Linked DNA regions of Anas platyrhynchos: region 1 is linked to region 2. Evidence: chromatin contacts called from public Hi-C data. All regions are on one chromosome and are shown on one strand. Each heading gives the region's core, a stretch centred on a gene start, on an enhancer-like site or on the middle of the called end of the contact. The rest is flanking DNA. Distances are from core to core; before and after follow the strand shown.

Region 1 (2,998 bases), core at 256-2,755, 38 kb after region 2:
TATTTAAGGACAGCTCTGGTAGAGCTCTGCAAGTGGGAAGCTTTGACTGATTTGGCAATCTATTGCGTGTCTTTGGGATGGGGAAGAGGAGCAGTTGCAAAGCTTGGCTATTTGGGAACACGCAGGCCTTTTTTCAGCTCGATGCCCTGCAAGCCCCTGGGGTTTGCCGTGTCCTGAGAAAGGAGGGGGCAGGCTGAGAGCTGTGTGCCTGCAGGTAGCAACCTGCGTGCCTCCCTACCTGCTCCGTGCCCCTGGAGCAGCCCAACCTCCCAGCAGCCAGCGCCTTGGTGCGGCAACAGGACGGGCTTGTGAGCCAAATCCTAAGCTTGCATAAGAGCGAGGGGGGGGAACGGGGACTGAACGGCAAAGTCTGGGATGAAAATGAGATACCAACTGCCTCGGCTGAGCTCCACCCTCTCTAAGAATCTCAAAACAAGCTCCGTGTCTCCTGGCAACCTTTACACAAATTGTGGAGTTTAACTTGAAAGAAGTATGTGGAGTCCAAAGTACCTCGCCAGGTGTGAACAAGGGGGAGTGCTCATTTCCCTCTTCCTGGAAGCCCTGGCACTGGGGATAGTCTCAGGTTTCAGCCATGTCAGAAAGGCAAGAAGTTAAAGGTGAAGCAGCATCCTGCTCGACAGGATGGCTAAGAAGTGCCAAGAAGTGTATTTTGTTCATCGTGAGCATGCCCACGAGTGCAGTGATTATTGCTTAGGAACCAGACACAGGACCTGGCACTCCCCGCGGGCCAGCGCTGGCGGCTGCACCCCACAGCGTGTGCCCAGTGCCCCAGCCTGCTGCGGGCACTGCCCGCTGCTTCTGCTGGCAGCCAGGGCCTGGCAGGGCTGGCATCAGCTAATTCCTTGTCCAAATTCCAGTGCTGGTCAGCACGCTGGGACAGTGCTGCTCTATGCACTCCAACCGTGCCACATTTCTGTGACGCGGGAGAGGTGTATGAGGAAGCAGAGGGATCTTATCGTGGTTGCTTCTCCTTCCAGGAAAGCTGTCTTTTCAGGTCTTGTGATAACTACTGCTCATTAGCTATTCTGAAAAAAAATCTGAGTGCGGTTAAAGTACTCTATATTATCTGAGCTACAGGCAAAGCAGAGGTAAATGCTCATCCTCCATTAAAGCCCCAGCTGTCACAGGGCTCCTACAAAACACAACGCAGGCAGAACTGAGTTTTGTCAAGCTGAGAACACCTGAGCTGTGCCTGCTTGGGGAAGCAAGCTCTGAGCTTTTGGGCCTTGGAGCATGGGTCCTAGCAAACTTCTCCTGCCCCCTCTTCCAGCAGCCTGGGCTTGGAGGGCTCTGGAGCAGGCAGAGTTGGCAGGAGGCTCCCTTGCCGGGGCTACAGCAGCTGACTGCTGGGAGCAGGCAATTCCTTAACGCCACGCTGTCAAAGAAGCGGGGTTGTTTCGTCTCCTCCGCTCCTATGTAGATACTGTGGGAATTATGCTTACCGAAGCATTCAGAGGGAAAAGCTGCTCCAGTTTTTCCGCTGCAGCGGAGCTTTTGCTGTGCCTGCTCAGGAATGCAGGCGAGAGCAGCACTGGGTTGCTGGCTGCCCCAGGGGCCTGGCACAGCGCGTTGCTGCCTGCCCCAGCCTCCGGGCAGGGGGGCTGCGAGACAGCCCTGCTGCTGCCTGCTTCTGGAGGGTTAATTAGATGAGACCAGAGGGGAGTTAAATTGCATTACTCCTTGTTTTGCTCTCGTGATCGATGCCACTGTAATATCTGCTGTGCTGAATGCTAGCGGTAACGCAATTACAGCCCTGAGGCAGCTGCCAGGAGCTGCCACGTTCGTCTGCCCCAGCTGATGAGTTTGCTGCATTGAGCTTTCTCCGTGGTGCCCAGGAGCTGCTCTGGCATGGTGAGGGAATCCTCTGGCTGTGCTTGCTGCTGGAAACAGAGGTGTTGGCCAGTTGTCTGCAAGTGGGATGTGGTTTTCCTCTGCGACTTGATTTAAAAGGAAGAAATTTCAGCTTTCGAGGCTTTGTGACATGGTAGGGACTGCACTTACAGGGAAGTCAGCGCAGACCTGCAGTGTAAATCTAGATGCTCTCGTGTAATGCCAGCCGGGGCTGTGCATCTCTTCAGGGAGCTGCTTGCTCCCAGGAGTGTGCCTCGGGGGGAGCTGCCAGCCTTTCACAGTGTGCAGTTGGGCCGGAGAGCTGAACCTGCTCACGGCTTGGTGGCAGATTTCATGATTCTCCAGTAATTTGCTTGTACACTTTGCTTTTCCAGATCTGTGTTATTCTTGCCTTCTCCTCTGAACGACTATTTACTTTTTATTAAAAACCAAGCTTTCTTTTCTTCTCTTGCCTTTGACCATTTCCTCTTCCCCTAGATCTGTACGTTTTCTTTCATCTTCTCCTAGGCATTGCCTTTGGACTTTGCCTATAAGCATGCTGAGTGTAACAACGAGGAAACACCCCTTACATATACGTGTGTGTGCGCATGCAAGTCAAAAAGGCAATAACTTATTGTTAGTATAACTGAAATCTCAGAACTGTAATTCAGGAACCAGTATTAATCTACCACTAATTGTTACATGAGAAAGAGAAGAATAATGCGTTAGAATACTTCTATACAGAAAGTCTCAGTAATGGGGATAATACAGCTCAAACTGTAACACATTTCTTCATTTCTGTCCCTTGTGCATGGTGTTATGCTCACCCTTGTGTGCTTCCTCTGGATCTTCAAAGGCAGTAGCTAGAGGGGAAGACTGTAAGTGTTCAGGCTTTGTAGTCCTTCACGGGGAGGAATATGATGTGGCTGTGGCTGACTGCTTCTTCCTCACTCCAGGGTCCACTTGGGGTGATTTTTTAAATATATTTGCTAACATGCTTTACACCTTTCTCTTTTCTAGCTGGTCTGCAGCTCCATGTTATTTCTGAATTCACTTTGTATGGTGTCTTTTATGCAGGTTAGATATTGTTTCTTTGTTCCTCCAGTTTTGTCCACCCCAGGTCTGTATTACTTTTCTGACCATGGGT
Region 2 (3,005 bases), core at 219-2,718:
TTTTATTTAAAAAAATAATTGCGACACTGCTGACTTGCAATTTAATTGTAAATTTAAAAAAATTGTGGTATATTTCTGAAACCTGGAACCACGCTGCTTTTTGACTCATATGTGTGGATTTCTTTAGGGCACCTATGTATGGAGACTAAAGACTAATGAAGGTTAGAAACCGACATTTTAAACACACTTCTTGCAGGTTACTGTGGCATGACTAGAGCTCATAGAGATTGGAAAGATGTCCTGTGTTATGCCTCTGGGTGTTTCCTTCAATATACGCAGGTTTCTGACCAGCCAAGCCTTAAGATCGTAATCCTGGCTGTTCGAAATCCCTCTTTGAACGGAAAACAACCTTTTCCTGAAAAACAGGCAGTGTGGGGTCACATAGTCACAACCTGTGACGCTGGCAGTGTCAGGGCCGCTGTGGTCACCTCAAAGGGCAAGACCACGGCCTGTGTGGGTTGACTGCCATGGTAAAGCTGTGCCTGAACTTTCAGAACACAGAAGATTTTAATGGGAGAAGATTTTCATGGGCTATGTTTTTGGAATGGTCACCCCCAGTTGCAGCGAGTACTCTGGGTTTGAGTCAGTTGTGGAAGACAGGATGGTCATCACTGAGGGGAAATTGGGGAGCAATTGGGGAGTAAGCAGCAAGGAGCCCACAGGGCGCTCTGAGGATGGACTGAGAAGGGCAGCCGCCATCCCTGGAGGTGTTTGAGAGACTCGTGGACGTGGTGCATTAGTGAGGGACTTGGCTGTATAAGATGGCGGTTGGACTGATATTGAGGGCCTTTTCCAACCCATGGCTGTGCTAAACAAGGGGGTGCCGGCAGGTTTTTTCATAGGTCGGACCCTCACAAATGCTGCTTTCCTTCCCCGCCTTCAGGCCAGCCTCTGAACTCCCCCAGAGTTCAGCCTGGAGAAAAGGAGGCTTAGGGGCGACCTTATTGCTCTCTACAGATACCTTAAAGGAGGCTGTAGGGAGGTGGGGGTTGGCCTGTTCTTCCACGTGCCTGGTGACAGGACGAGGGGGAATGGGCTAAAGTTGCTCCAGGGGAGTTTTAGGTTAGATGTTAGGAAGAACTTCTTCACCAAAAGGGTCGTTAGACATTGGAACGGGCTGCCCAGGGAAGTGGTGGAGTCACCATCCCTGGAAGTCTTTAAAAGACGTTTAGATGTAGAGCTTAGGGATATGGTTTAATGGGGACTGTTAGTGTTAGGTCAGAGGTTGGACTCGATGATCTTGAGGTCTCTTCCAACCTAGAAATTCTGTGATTCTGTGTGATTCTGTGACCCCTCGGACACCACCTGCCGACCCCCCCCTCACCCGCCTCGCCGCCTCACGGCGCCCGTGAGGGGGCGGCGCGAGCTCCCCGCGCCCGTTAACGGCCGCCCGCTAACGGCCGCCAGGGGCGCGCGCCCCCCAGCTCCACCGCCGCTGCCGCCGCCGCCGCTTGACCCGCGCGAGGCGCCGTAGCGCGGCCGGGCGGCGCTGGGCTCCCGGGGGCGGCCGCCCCCCGCTGCTGCCTGAGGCCCGGCGCCGCCGCCGCCGCTGAGGGAACGGCCCCCGCCCCTCCCCGCCCGGCCGCGGGGGCGGCCCCGCCAGGCGGCCCCTCCTCGGGGGAGGCCGCATGGGCAGGCGCTGCGGGGCGCCGCGCTCGCCGGCAGAGCGGCGGCTGGGCGGCAGGTAGGGGCGGTGAGGGGCCGGGAGCCGGGCCGGGGCGGCCCCTGAGGCACCCCCGTGCTGAGGGGCAAGGGCCGGCCGCAGCCCCGCGGTGGCGGTGGCGGGGGGCAGCCCCTGGCCGCGCTGTGGGGCTGAGGAACGTGCCCTGCCCGCCCCGCCGGGTGTCGCCCCTTCTGCCTGCGTGTCCTCCGGGGCCGTGGGAGTCGAAGGGCTCCCTCGTGCTGCTGCCGAGGCTGCGAGGAGCGGGTGCCGCGTTGTGCGCTTCCCGGCTGCGGGGTTGGAGGGACCCCGGTGATTCTTGCGGTTGTTGTAAGAGCTGATGCTGAAGCGTAGGAAGATCGGGTTTCTAGATCCGAACCGAGTTGATTTAGAGCTGCTAAATGGTGGTAAAAAAGGGTGGTTTTTATGGCAGCCTCTGAGAATAAATAACGCTGCATCCATCTTTATTATTAAATCTCGCGTTTGGCATTTCTTGTAAAGAGCAAAGCTTGGAAAAATGATTGTGAATGTTGTACTGACCCCTGGGTGCATCTTTCAGTTTAGATTACTGCTGATTTGATCCTCTGGAATCTGCAAAAGGAAAGCCTGCCAGCCTCTGTGAATAGCTTTGCAGTGTAACAGGAGTGGAGTCCCTGAGCAGAATCCCTCAGAGATGTGTGAACAAGCGTGAGCAAAGCTGAGCGCCTCGGTGTTTCTGCCTCAAACCTGGGCTCATTCCCCAGGCACGGTTTGCACGGGGTGTAATACCCTCCTGATACCTGGAGATGATGTCGGTTGAAGGGTCTACAATAACAAGTCGGATCAAAAACCTGCTTCGCTCCCCTTCCATTAAGCTGAGAAGAAGCAAGCCTGGGAACAAGCGTGAAGATATCGGCAGTAAGGTGAGTGTGGTGTGGTGCTGCCAGAATGTCTTGACTTTGTTGCCTTCTGTACCAAAAATTGTGCTTTGGGAGGCCTGGTGTGACTACAGAATCATCTTCTATTTGAGATCCTTACTGTATTGCAAATTCTTGCTAAAGCCAGCATCTCCCTTTCAAAAGGCACTCTACTTGTGGTGTATGTGACTGGAGGTACCCAGTCTGAAGATACTGTATTGGAAAGCTTTTGGGGTTTTGCTCGTTCTGGCATATGGAGATGTTATGGATGACTGACAGGAGGAACATAATGCTTTTTCTTCCTCCACGTTTCCAACTGCTACCCAGTGTTACAGGCAACTAATGATCCACAAAGACCTGTTTTTCCGTGTAAGCGATGGCTGTTGGCCCCACAGGGGAGTGCTCTGTGAGCACCTGGGGAAGGGTGGGATGGTCTGAAAGGTGGAAAA

Evidence for each region. A called contact is a pair of places that touch in the nucleus more often than the background predicts.
Region 1: a Hi-C map of skeletal muscle shows a contact between it and region 2, with 1.8 times the contacts expected there. The contact joins the enhancer-like site here to the promoter of MAPKBP1 in region 2. A contact is called at or near these places in 2 of 8 Hi-C or Micro-C datasets (skeletal muscle and subcutaneous adipose tissue).

What each region holds. Positions count from the first base shown.
Region 1 is chr5:33,921,481-33,924,478 of IASCAAS_PekinDuck_T2T, forward strand. The region is part of intron 3 of MAPKBP1 (mitogen-activated protein kinase binding protein 1); the gene reads left to right. Among named protein-coding and RNA genes, the nearest start is that of MAPKBP1, 38 kb to the left of the region's middle. Within about 2 kb of position 1,506, at least 4 of the 8 cell types and tissues checked have an H3K27ac peak or open chromatin away from gene starts, as enhancers often do.
Region 2 is chr5:33,883,939-33,886,943 of IASCAAS_PekinDuck_T2T, forward strand. It overlaps MAPKBP1 (mitogen-activated protein kinase binding protein 1), which reads left to right and starts at 1,469. Exons shown (of 28, transcript XM_072038766.1): 1 at 1,469-1,684; 2 at 2,220-2,562. The coding sequence starts at 2,446.